3 separate regions of the Gossypium hirsutum genome follow, and regions 2 and 3 are each linked to region 1. A link is a contact called in public Hi-C data. All regions are on one chromosome and are shown on one strand. The core of a region is the stretch at or near the end of the contact, and the rest is flanking DNA. Distances in the headings are between cores, read along the strand shown.

What was found. A called contact is a pair of places that touch in the nucleus more often than the background predicts.
Region 2: a Hi-C map of anther shows a contact between it and region 1, with 6 times the contacts expected there. The contact joins the enhancer-like site here to the promoter of LOC107914775 in region 1. A contact is called at or near these places in 8 of 34 Hi-C or Micro-C datasets (anther, fibers, hypocotyl and 2 more).
Region 3: a Hi-C map of leaf shows a contact between it and region 1, with 2.0 times the contacts expected there. The contact joins the promoter of LOC107914772 here to the promoter of LOC107914775 in region 1. A contact is called at or near these places in 7 of 34 Hi-C or Micro-C datasets (callus, cotyledon and leaf).

What each region holds. Positions count from the first base shown.
Region 1 is chrD10:25,481,877-25,486,383 of Gossypium_hirsutum_v2.1, reverse strand. It overlaps LOC107914775 (DNA topoisomerase 3-beta), which reads left to right and starts at 2,068. Exons shown (of 15, transcript XM_016843797.2): 1 at 2,068-2,344; 2 at 2,474-2,530; 3 at 3,816-3,919; 4 at 4,382-4,475. The coding sequence starts at 2,318.
Region 2 is chrD10:25,682,452-25,686,958 of Gossypium_hirsutum_v2.1, reverse strand. No RefSeq gene overlaps it. Among protein-coding and RNA genes, the nearest start is that of LOC107914772, 29 kb to the right of the region's middle. Within about 2 kb of position 1,773, at least 6 of the 9 cell types and tissues checked have an H3K27ac peak or open chromatin away from gene starts, as enhancers often do. A contact at or near this core is called in fibers, where this site is marked.
Region 3 is chrD10:25,653,345-25,657,851 of Gossypium_hirsutum_v2.1, reverse strand. LOC107914772 (transcription factor bHLH62) reads right to left here and starts at 1,756. Exons shown (of 7, transcript XM_016843794.2): 1 at 564-1,756; 2 at 324-491; 3 at 157-222; 4 at 8-76. The coding sequence starts at 1,406.

The DNA.
Region 1 (4,507 bases), core at 819-3,318:
CACCGGCGATCAGTAGCCACCGTGGGCTCGCCAGACCCTTAGGCGGGAATAGGGGTTTGCTTCAGAGAAAAAGGAAGAAGGTTTTTCAGATTTTTTTTTTGAATTTCAAAGGCTAAAATGATTTGTTTTAAAAAATAACATCAATAACAGTAGCGAAATGACGTCGTTTCACTCAGGCACCAAGCGCCCTAGGACGGAGTCGTTTTGGGGTCAACCTGAAAACTGACCCGTCCAAGGCCATCAAGAATCTGCGTGTTTTCACAGCCAATAGGGTATTTGCATGTTCAGTCCTTCTACTTTTGGACTCTTTTTCAATCTGGTCCTTATTTTAGCTTTTTTTCTTTTTTTAAATTTATCCATTTGATTTTCTTTTTCATTTTGGTCCTCTGACCATTTGATCTCCTGGGAACGCTGCGTTTAAGGGACAAGGGGGATTATTTCCTAATTGGTTCCTTTCTTTCCTTCGCGCATTTGATTTTAATCCCTTAACCTATTTTATTGTTTAATTTGTTTATTTTATTATGATTTTTTACTTTAAATTTTGTTTAGATCTCGATTTAGTCTCTTACTTTCAATCTTTTATATTTTATTTTCCTTTGTATTTATTTATTCATATATTTACTCATTTATCTATTTATTTCGTTTTTTTTGTGTTGTTCCTTTATTCTTACTACTACTACTACTACTATTATTATTATTATTATTTTATCTATTATTATTATTATCTATTTATGTATTTTATTACAAATTGCACCCTTAATTTCATTTATATTTCAATTTAGTCATTTATCTTCAATATTTTATAAACTATTCTCCTCTATATTTATTTATTTATGTATTTATTTATTTCCTTGTCCCTTTTATATTTAAAATTGGTATTGTCTTTTTTTCTTATATGTGCATATTTTGTCACCCCGTTCTTGTTCTTGTTATTATTATTATTATTATTATTATTGTTATTATTATTATTATTATTGTTTATGTTAATACTATGATGATTAATAATTATTGCTATTATTATTATCAAATTGCTATTTATTTATTTATTTATTCTATCATCATCATAGTGTATTATCATTATTCACTAGCATAGTATTTTCGTTTTATTGATGTATCCACTCGTTATGTCATCTTTTTTACCCGTTATCTTATATTGTGCTAGTGCCCGTGCCAAGTGTTACATTTAAACATATTTGTCCGTTTTTATACTATACCCAAATAAATTAAATATATACCATTTTAAGTATTACGTTAATTTTTGCTTGATGCATAAAAAGAATTAAGACATGTTTCGTATTTGGAGATTTGAAAGGTCGTGCCCTAACTTACGGGGTTCGACTTTCTCTTTGAACTAAGATAACCAAACATTCCTCTTAAAATTTAAACACATGAGATTTAAATAATATTTTAAATAAAGAGTAAGTTTGTTTTCGAGGATTCGAGACGTCGTGTCCTAACTTACGGGATGCGAACTTTTGTTACCTCGAGATAAGAGAGCTTTTTACATACGTTTTGATCTATTTAAGGGGTTTTACTAAAAAAATACATTAATACAAAAATACATTAATATAAGGAGGGATCGTATTTTAAATTTTTTTCGAGTGTTTAACTTTTGACATTAAGACATTAATTAATCAATTACTACCAATTTTGGGCGTTACAAGGGTGCTAATCCTTCCTCGTACGTAACCGACTCCTGAACCTATTTCTTGAATTTTGTAGACCAAAATCGTTGTTTTAATAAATCAAGCCATTTATTAAAATGATCAAATTACGAGGTTAGCCGATCACACTTCATAAAAAAGATTGGTGGCGACTCTCATTTTTCATTTTTTATAAAAGTCGATTTCAAAAAAAAGTTTCGACAATGATTAAAAAATAATTATTTATACAAAATAAGTCAAGAGTCTCTTTATATCTTTTTTAGGAATGTTTTTAATAAAATCAATAAAATTAAACAATTTGATATTAAACATTCAACCTTTCCATTATAACAAAACATTTATTTCGTTTTTATGTAAACTTTTAAGTAATATAATCAGCAATAGTCAATACTAATAATATAGTTATAATATTTATTCCAGATAATATATTGAATTTTAATTCTAGTGGGGAAAAAGAATCCCGACACCGGATAATCTATCGGACGTTTGGACCGATATGGGATTACTAAGCGTGCTAGGGGATACAGAGTATTTAAACTAAAAACTACGTCGTTTTTCTTCCGATGCGTATTATTTACAGCCAAAGTTGAAGCTGAAAAACTCAACAAATACAGTGGAACTGGAAATTGGAAAAATCAGGTTTAAATTCGAATATGTCTTCGCCTCCCAAAGTTCTAATGGTAATCAATCAAACAAAGCTTTTGAAACTTTTCAATTTCAATTTCTTTTTGCTAAATGCATAAAATTAATCATAAAATAAATTTCGTCATGCTTAATGTTTAAGTTGATTTTTCTCACTGTTTTTACAGGTGGCGGAGAAGCCTAGCATCGCACTCTCCATTGCTTCCGTACTCTCTCGTGGCCAGGTATGCTTAAACTCTCTCTTATTTTGTGAAATCCCCTTGTAGTTATTCTGATTCTGTAAATTTGAACTTTGAAATATTTAATCTTGATTAGGTTTCTTCTTTAGGATGTTATTGACCATTGACTTCATCGCGAGAGCAGACATTCGAAAAGAAAACGAAGTTTAGAGAAATAAGAAAATGTTCTATATTTATGAAGATTTAATTAGTTCCATTAATTTTTATTTTAGGCTACGTAAGTTAAAGCAAATTACTGGATTTTATATTAGAAAGCCCTTTAAGAGAATGTTGGCATTGCCTTCTTTTGAATTATAGAAATTCAATCAATGTTTTCAAGGGCACGAGGCACACTTGAGGTGCTAGAACCTGTGCAAGACGCAAAAAAAGTGCTCGCCTGCGTAAACCAAGGCGCAAGCACATAAATATAAATTATATGTAAAATGTACACAAATTTTAATATAATTCAATTTATAAATTCCACACATTGTTCAATAGTTTAAGTTCAATAATTTACTTAATGCATTGTAAAATAAAACACCATAAGAACGAAATTAAATATCATCATCAGAAACTAGCTCTAAATTTCCTTCATCTTCATCTTCTCTTGAAAAGTTTTAACTTTTAAGAGTTAACTAGGTTTTTATATAATAAAATTAGGTCAATAATTAATTAAAAAAAGTTATTTGTTATATTTTATTATATTTTTCTTTTATAAGTCAAAAAAAAAAAATCATGGGAATGGAGAATGGAATGGCTCTTTAGTGAAGTGCACTCTTTTTGCGTCTGGCTTTGCAACAAAGGCGCCTGAAAAGCGCACCAAGTGCTCGCCTGATCGAAGTCGCCTCGCCTTGAGGCGGAAATGGCCATTTGCGCTGTATCTTAGCGCCTAGGTGCTCGCCTTGACATCACTGAATTCAATCAATGCTTGATTTGTTTGATTCTCCTTCTAATATTTGTTCTTGAGCTACATTACTAATGGCTTCTTTTTTGAATGAACAATAATCTGTTTGGAAAATTCCATACCCCTTGGTCAGTGTTGGATTTGGTTTAAAATAACATTTAGTAGAAGTAATGCATAGTGCTCTTATGTGTCGGACGCAATGCTGAATCGATCTTCTTTTCCTTTTTATTTCTTATATTAGTTTCATTTTAGCATATTAGTAGTAATCATGAAGCATTTCATGTTTTGGTTAGGATACCATTGTCTTTTTTGTAAATGCTGTGCCAAATTTTCAGTTTTTGCCATTGAATATTGCTAGTTACTTACAAGTTCTATTACATTTTTCAGATGTCAACAAGGAAAGGTAGTACGGAAGTTCACGAGTTCAATGGGAAGTTTCTTGGCTTTCATGCCCATTATAAAGTTACTTCAGTTATTGGACATGTATTCAGGTCTTTATTCTCCCTGAAAAACTGAAAAAAAAAAGAAGAAAAAGATTGTTTTCTTTTGGTTTTCTTGTCTTATGCTGACTGCTACTTGAGGTTTTATTATATTTAGGTGCCCAGAATGCTGATGCTTTTCTCCTTTTGAAGTTATTTTATGTCTATTCTAGTTAAAAATAGTATGACAAGGCTTGAGTGAATATTTTGATACAGGAAAAGACATTACGTAAAGTTTGACTCTCTTGATTCAGAAAGAACATATGCTGCTATATGGTGCAGTGAAATTTAGTCTAAGCAATATTGCAATTTACAGTTTGACTCCGTAACAAAATGGCTTGTAGATGTTAGAGAACTGCTAATTTTGTTTGTTGCTTTTTTATGTTTACCTATTGTAGCCTTATCTTGTATAATTTATTATCTTGATTCCTGGTGATGATATTTTTTCCTTTTTTCTTTATTGTACAAATCTAGTGTAGATTTTCCAGCATCTTATCAAGATTGGAACGCCACTAATCCTCTGGACCTATTTCAAGCTTCAGTTGTCAAGACAGAAGCAAACCCCAGGGTATATAGTCTATGTGGCTTCCTATCTACCTT
Region 2 (4,507 bases), core at 524-3,023, 200 kb before region 1:
AAAAGAAAAAACGAGTATGTATATACAATAAAGGGCGTAAAATAATGTCAATGAAATGTTGCATAATTGACAAAAGTTGAGATCCTAAATTCTAAGTTTCCAGAATAGTAAGTTATAAGTTCTGTTACTTAATAAATATTTAGTATTAAAGAAAAATAATTTTAATTAGTTTTATATTAGTAACATACCAATACTAATTAAATTAAAAAGTTACAAGGGAGTCTACCAAAAAAAATTGAATGGAGGTCACAGTGGCCGGAAAACCTGATAATTCAAACAACAGTGTCGGAAGAGCAACAAAGAAAGTTTGTAGGAGATCAGAGGTTTCTACGGAGTCAGTTGATCCCATGGTCGATGAGAATGGACAGCAGATTCTAGATCTCAGTTTGGCAAAGGCTTCATACAATGCCAAGTTGTTAGGTATGGCTCAGAATCCGGACCAAACAAATATGATAGAAGAGGTTTTTGAATTGCAGGAGGGGGATGTGATAACGGATGTGGTAGATGGATACCATCGATCACTTTTTCTGATTGAGTTCATAAGTTTATAGAATGGAAGATATCGAAAACTGTAATTGTTAAACTCTTGGGTCGCAGAATTGGCTTTCATGCTATGCTTAATAAGATTAATATTTTGTGGAAACCGATGAATCATATCTAGTTGATGGACTTGGAGAATGATTTTTACTAGGTTCGTTTTCACAATGAGAAGGACTATAATCGAGTATTGGCAGGACGGTTGTGGGTTGTCTATGGTTAGTATTTAACAATGCACCCTTGGTCATCAGACTTCTCTACCACCGATACTGGAATCGATGTTCAGGCAGTTTGGATAAGATTGCATGGTCTTCCAGAAGGCTACTATTTTAACTTCTTACCGCGTGCTATCGGGCAAGCTATTGGTCCAGTCATAAAACTTGACACTCACACAGACTTTTCCAAGAGGGGTAAGTTTGTGCGCTTAGTTGTTTGTGTTGATCTTAAGAAATTGTTGGCTCCCAAAGTGAAGATAAATGGTCGAACACAGCGTGTGGAATATGAATATTTGCCTAACGTTTGTTTCAACTTTGGTCTCTATGGTCATTGTGCTAAAGGTTGTGTGCGTATGAATTCTCCTTCGTCCAATGGTGGTAACAATAGTGCTTCTGTGGTTGATGAGAAATTAGAACTTCAAAAAAGGGTTGAGGAAGAGGACTTTGGTCTACGGAAGTTGGTAGAGCGTCGGCAAAGGGGGAGAGGCTGAAGTAGCAAAGAGACAAGGAGCGTAGGTCAATGAGTGATTCTAGATCAATCACGCTCTGCTATTTTGGAGAAAAATCTGGTTATTGGTGATGAATATTTGAATATTGTTGACAAACCGACAGAGGAATTAAATGTCCATGAGAGTGGAAATCTAGTGGATCTCACAAAACGAATTGCTGACCTAAGGAAGAATAAACTGAATGCTAATGGTAATGGTGTTATTCATGGAAATGTGTCCAAAGTGGGCCTGAAAGTTTTGAAACTCATTAGTGATAATGTGGAGGCTTCAAATAGAATGCATTTGCGACCTGCAGAGGCTATTGAATCGTTTAACCCCAAATCTGTTGGGGCAGACCAAATTGTGGGATTTCAACTAGTATCCTTAATAGCCAAGCTTGATAATTAAAGGCATCAAACATTTCAGGAAGTACGCAGTGAAAAAGAAAACAAGGGTTTGTGCAAGGAAATTTTGGGCATGGATTCGAATACTGAAAAGGGGGTTTTCGATTTGGAGTAGCTTCCAACAGTGAGTTCCAAGGGCCGCCAATTCTATTACCAGCCGAAGGGGATTCATAACACCGTAAACCGCCTGATGAGTTGAGTAAATCACCAATAGATACGGTGGATTTAGTGGCAGCTATGGAGGGTATAATTTTTGGGTTGGAGCAGGGTCATGCAACTACAGAGATTTTAGCTAAAAACCCAGAAGATGATGAACCGATGGGTCAACTAGATTTAACTGATGCCAAGGTTAGCTACTAACAGTATTGTTGCTGTTGGGTTTCTCTATTTTCCTTTTATATATGGATAGAAAAATCATTTTTTGGAATTGTCAAGGTGCGGGTCATCCGCACTTTCATAATTTTTTTTCTAAGTATCGAAGGGAGTTTCAACCAGAGATTGTGTGTCATGTTGAAACCTAAACGAGTGGTGTGCGTGCTGACTGAATTATTTCTCAAATCGGAATGGCTCGGTCATGTAGGATTGAAGCTAATGGTTTTAGTGGTGGTTTTTGGATCCTTTGGAATGAGACGGTTTCAATTGATATTTTAGCTATTCACCCTCAAATGGTTCATATGAAGGTTTGTAGCAAGAATGACACTTCTGGTTTCCTTTGCATTGCAGTTTATGCTAGTGCATAACAAAGTCAGAGGAAATATTTCTGGTATATTTTGGATGTTATGGCAAACTCGATTTTTGAATCGTGGCTAATTGCTGGTGATTTTAACTCGGTGTTAAATGGGCCGAAAATGGTTGGAAATGGTTCTCAATCACGACTTAGTTGTAAGTGGTTTTAGTCGTTCTTGTTTGACTATAAGATTCAGGATTTAGGTTATAGTTGTCCGTAATTCACTTGGAGTAGAGGGAATCTATCTCAACGTCTTGATCGGGCAATTTGTAACACTGAATGGGACTTCTTTGCAACCAACTGTGTTGTTCGTAATCTTCATAGACTAAAATGAAATCATCATCCTATTTTGGTCTCTCTAAGGCCGAATGTTTAACGGGACTATCGTCCGATTGGATGTCTAGCTAGCTGGATACTTCATGCGGAGTTTAAAGAGCTTGTGAGGAAAACATGGAGATTTAATGATGGTATTGTGAGGAATTTAGAATGTTTCCAGAATGTGGTGCAAGATTGGAACAAACGGGTTTACGAAAATAGCTCTATTCGCAAGAGAACCATATCTTGAAACTGAACAGGGTGCAAAAAATTCTTGATTTACGATTATCGGCGCACTTTTGATAACTTGAATTACAATTAAGACAAGAGGTTGAATAAATTTTGTACCATGAGGAACTACTATGGTTCCAAAAATCTAAATTCAATTGGCTTTCACATGGAAGCAGAAATACAAGTTATTTCCATGGTCGTTCTCTGGCAAGATGAAGGAGAAATAATATTAAAGGTTTAAAGGTTGAAAATGATGAATGGTGTTTTGATAATGTTGCCTTGAAACATCATGTTGTGCACTAATTCAGAGACTTGTTTGCAACTGAATATTCGGTCAATGGTTCTCTTCCTAGCCAAGGTAAGTTCCCTTCAATATCCATGGCTGATATGGAATGTTTAAAGCTAACTATAAATGATGATGAAATTCACAAAGCTGTTTTTAGCATGGCACCCTTGAAGGATCTGGGAATTGATGGTTTCCATGCTAAATTCTATCAGGCAAAATGGGACATTGTTGGTGCCTCGAATGGGAGGTGAGCCTGTTGATCCTACAACTAATAAAATGTTGATTGCTTTATTGCCAGAAGTTCAAGGGCTGGAGAGGATTTCTCAGTTTAAGCCGATTAGCCTATGTACGGTGGTTTATAAGATTATAATGAAAATAATTTTTAATAGACTGAGGCCTTTGATGATGAAGCTCACTAATCAGAACCAAGCTAGCTTTGTTGCAAGAAGGTATATTACAGATAATATTGTGGTTACTTAGGAAGCCATTCAATCTATAAGGTGTTTCAAATGTCATAAATATGGGATGGCTTTGAAGATCGATTTAGAGAAGGCTTATGACAGGATCAAGTGGGATTTTTTGGAAGACACACTTTTGGAAGTGGGCCTACCTAGATTTTTGGTATCTGTGATTATGAACTGTGTTTCCTCTGCATCTTTCTAGATTCTATGGAATGGTAGTATCACGGAAAGTTTTTGTCCGATGCGCGGTTTGAGACAAGTTGACCCATTATCCTATTGTTTGTTCTTTGCATGGAAAGACTGGGGCACTTAATTTATGAGGCTATAGGATGTGGAAGTTGGTTTTTGATCTTTCTTTCAAGAGGAGGTCTTGCACTTTCTCATCTATTTTTCGTTGACGATCTCATTCTCTTCTTTGAAGCCAACTTGACTCAAGCAAGTCAAATGAATGATATGCTCCGTAGATTCTGTCATTTTTTAGGCTAGAAAATGAATAGAGGAAAGTCGTAGGTTTTTTTCTCTTCGAATACTCCAAGTGAAGTCACTATTGGGATTTGTATATAAATTGGATTTACTCTTGTGGATGACCTTGGAAATTATCTTGGCATGCCTTTGTTTCATTCCCATGTTACGTCTAATACTTTATGAGTACCATTCACATTCCTCTCTTTGTCTGCAGCAAAATTGAGAAGTTAGCCTGTAACTTCATTTGGGGTTCAACATCTCAGTCCAAGAAAGCAGCTTTAGTTTCTTGGGAAAATTGTTGTCGTCCTCTTGAGACTGGAGGCCTTGGCCTTCAGAACTTATTTGTGCAGAATAAGATTTTCTTATTAAAAATTGGGT
Region 3 (4,507 bases), core at 507-3,006, 170 kb before region 1:
GGTTTACCTCGACCTGACGCTGCAACGACTGCACATAGTTGATAATTTCATCAAGCATAAGTGCTTTGCCAGTCACCTGCAACAAATTTTATTCACAATTTAGTAAAATTCCCAGATTAAAAATGTCTGAAAATGGTCTACCATCTTCAAACTCACCTTATTGCAACCTGGAACAAGATCCTGAAGGAACTTCATCCTTTCACTTATTTTCTCTCTTCGAACCTGGATAAATACAAGATTACAAAAAGATAAACAGATTAATACAAATCCTAAATACCCCCTGCAATGAATGACTAAAGATCCTTGGTTTTGAAGTTTCTTACTCTTTCAGCAAGACTATGGCTATCAGTTGCTTGACCCCTTCTGGCCCTGACATGGATGTAGTCCTTTGGCGGCTCTGGTGGCTTGGGATTCTCTTTATTTTCTGCTTTAGCACTGTCATTTTGTTGCTTGCTTCGTTTGGCAGTGGATTCATCGTTCTCCTCAGCAATCTAAAATGGATAACAATGTTAGTTTCTCTATAGATTTATCTTCAGAATTTGATAATTCAAAGACAACAATACCTTAGCATCAGCAGCTGCTGGAGATGGGGTTTCTTTTGCTTTCCCTCTGGGCATTGATTTCCTTTTCCTGGCATTGGCATCGTTTTGGGCTTTGATGCTTGAACCCACACCTGGGATCTGTTCAGATATTGAAGATTCATCTTTGGAATCACCATTCTCTGGCGATGAACACCTTGAGAGCCTACTGTTTCTCTTATCAGAACATGAATTTCCATCCTGGAGTGTGTTCTTGTTGCTGTCTGGAACATGTACTTGAGATCCAGTGACCATAACGGATTGATTCGTGGAAACTCTGGTCAGCTGAACAAATTCAGCTTCAGTCACTCCAAGCTGAGCATTTAGGCCATTAAAGCAGGAAAATCTAGCAGCCCTCTCAGCAAATCCAGGGTCAACTGAAACTGGTACCAAGCTTGGATGTTTGAGTATCTGGTTTCCTCCCATCATAGAAAGATTGAGCTTGGGTGGTGAATCCAATGGAGAAGTGTAACAGGAAGTGTTGGAACTGCAATTGTTGTTATTATTTTGTGGTTTAATCAATGACTGGGGTGAAATATCACCAGTATTACAAATATTTCCTAATTTTCCAATCAAATCTGTCATCATTGTATTATCACCAGAAGCAGGAAAATTAGTACTTCCAGCATTGGATGCAGCTGGAGAACACACCATAGAACTCAATGCTGACTCAAAGGGATCGCTCTGATCCATTAAATTATGCCATTTGGGATTCAAAAAACAACTTCCAACACAATTCAGTTCATCTGTTTCCATTTCCATCCCAAAACTGCAAGAATTCCAACCTGCTTGTACTGCCTCACCCATAAAAACCTGATCTTTTTCCATGGGAGAGAACAAAAAAAAAAAAGGAAGACAGAAACTTTGTAGGAAAATTTGAAGACCCAGATGGAGAATAAGGGTAAAAACCAAAGAATGAAGACACAAGAAACAACCCAGAATTATATTCCAAGGAAAAACAAGAAGCAAAGGTTTACAGTTGGAATTGAGTGGAAAAGGGGGGTTGTTCTTATACAACAATGATGGTGGCAATGTGAAAAAGCAAAGAGAGGAGAGAGAGAGAGAGAGAGAGAGAGTGAGTGTGTGTGTGTGTGTGTGTGTGTGTAGGAGTTGAGAAAAAGCAAACGGAAAAAGAAAAACAAAGAAAGTGTGATGAAATGTGGGAAAGTGAAGAGCAAGCAAAGTAGATAAAGAAAGAAAATGTCTATTTTACCTTAAAAAGAAAATGAAATGAACTTTTTCAACCAATTCATTTTTTAATTTTTTCCTAATTTAAAATAATTAGTAAATATTAAGTGAAAAAAACCGAACACCAAGACTCAGCCTAATACTGGCTGCGTAATAGACGGTAGAAGGAAATGCGGAGCCTTCAACGTTTCGAATTGATTAAATGTATTAGAACTTTTCAAAGACAGCTACTCCAAATTCTTCTTTTAACTACCATTTAATTTTATAATTTCAATCTATATTAATATAAAAATATTATTTTAATATAAGCGGTCACTTCAAGTTTAAAATTATCTTTAGTCTAGATAATAAAATAATTTCAATATAAATACATTAATTTGATTTTTAAAATAATACATTAATTATATTTTAATAATTTTTAAGAGTTAATATTTAATGCATTCACCGTATAATAATAGTTATATATGCATATCAATAAATAATATTAAAATATAACAATAAAGTAAAAAAAATACTAAGAAAGTATATTAATTTCATTCGAATTTATATTTAAGTAATTGTAAAAGATTGTTTAAAGACTTCAACTAAAAATTTTAATATAGATTGTCTCCTATAATGAGTTAATCAACTTTTTTTTTTTAAGATGTCAAGGTATACATTATAAATTTCAAATAGTAATAATAATAATTAAAAAATGGAATAATATTTGCTACACTATTAGTAGAGTTTTTAGACTCCACAAACAGGGTTAAGGGGTTAACAAATGTCCTATAGGGTATAGTAAAATGAATTAGTATTTAGTAGATTGACAGTATACTTTTTTTTCTTTCACAATTAGCTATAAAAATTTTCATGTGTATTTTTTAAATATTTATTTTTAATATTTTTGTAACAGCCTGTTTTCAGTGAAATCAGAACAGTGGTTTTGGGACCACAAATCTGAAGTACAAATATTTATTTTATTATTATTTTAATTCTTACAGCATGTTAGTAGAGTCATATGAAAAATTCGTTAAGAAATTTTATCGTTTGCATGCTTAATTAGATAAAAAGGACTAAATCGCGTAAAGTGTAAAAGTTGGGTTCTAATAACTAAGGTGTCTAATAGCTATAGAATTTTAAAATGAAAGTCCTTAAATGGTGAATAGCCCATAAATATGTTAGTGGGTGATAGTGGCTTGGTAATTTTGTAATTTGAAATAATTTTAAAGGTTAAAATGGTAAATGAGAAAATAAAGATAAAATAACTTAAGTAAAATGTATCCCTCTCCTTCATTTTATCATCTTCAACCGATTTTAACAAGGGAAGCCATAGCTAGGTTCTGCCAAGATTGCAAGCTCAATTGGTGAGTGATTTTTGATCCATTTTTAATGATTTCTATGTTTTCGGAGTTGTCGTAGCTTAATCTAGCTAGCCTGAAGACTAGTTTGTGAAACTGTTAAACTATTAGGGTATTACCATTGATGAATATATGTGAGTTTTGAATTTTGATGGTAGTAAATGAATGGTTGTTGTTAGATAAAAAACTTTTGTAAAGGAATTTTTAGTAAAATTGTCAAATAAGGATTTAATTGAAAAATGTGAAATACTTATGGTGAAATGTGTGAATTAATGAAATATATGGGCTGTTATAAGCATAAATGATATTCAGCTAGCATGGGTGTGACTAAAGTGCATGAATTTGCATTTTTATGAGCTAGGGACTAAATTGTAAAGAAATCAAAAGTTTAGGGGGAAAATAGTAATTTTCCATAATATGAATTTTGAGTTGAATTGAATAGAATGATGCTTAAAGTAGTTAAATTTGATTATATAGATCAAGAAAAGCCACGTTCGGAATTAGATCGAGGTGAAGATTAAGTAATGGATTGATCGGTCGATTATCTCCATACTAATTCGAGGTAATTTCGTATGTTAGTAAGCTTTAAATTATATATGTGTTTAAATGCTTAATTGATATAATTGTGATAATACGATACTTCAAATATTCTTAACGAGATATCAGCAATTACATGGATCCCGGTTGAACCTTAGGAATAGATAGGATACAAATGACATGTCATTAGGGGTTATTGTATTTTGGGTGCTGGTCTTGTACGTCCTATCGGTTGCTAAGTATCCGACACGTGTTGCGATTACTTGACAGCTTGTGTGAGCAGCACCGCGTAGCTACGTCTTGACTGACAACTTGTGAGCAGACTTAGTGATGGCTCGAGAGTGAGCATCTATATGAGATATGAGATAGAGGTGGTTTTGATAATGTATTGGCACTTAGTGTGCGAGATACCCGAGTATCCAATAGTATTCCAAATGGTTCAAAGGGTACAGATGATGATACGAGGTTACAAGAGTTTATACGAACCAATATAGGTATTCGTGTGAAATACGAAAAGAAATTCATATTTGATGTATTTATACATGACTAACATGATTGTGATTATGTGTTAGGCTTTGGGCCAATTGAAATTTACCTATGTTTTAATTATGCTTATATAAATTGTAGGTGAATGGTAAGTTGTATTTATTAGCCTTACGAACTTACTAAGTTTAATTGTATACTCTATTTTTATTTTTGTGTTTTATAGTGATTCGAAAGCTTGCTAAGTTTAGAAGTTGTCGGAGATTGTGTCGCACTATCAAACTCTCATTTTGGTACTTTAGACTTTATATATTTTGCTTAAATGACACGTATAGGTGTTTTGGCTAACATGACCTATATGTCTTGTTGTGTTTTTGGTCA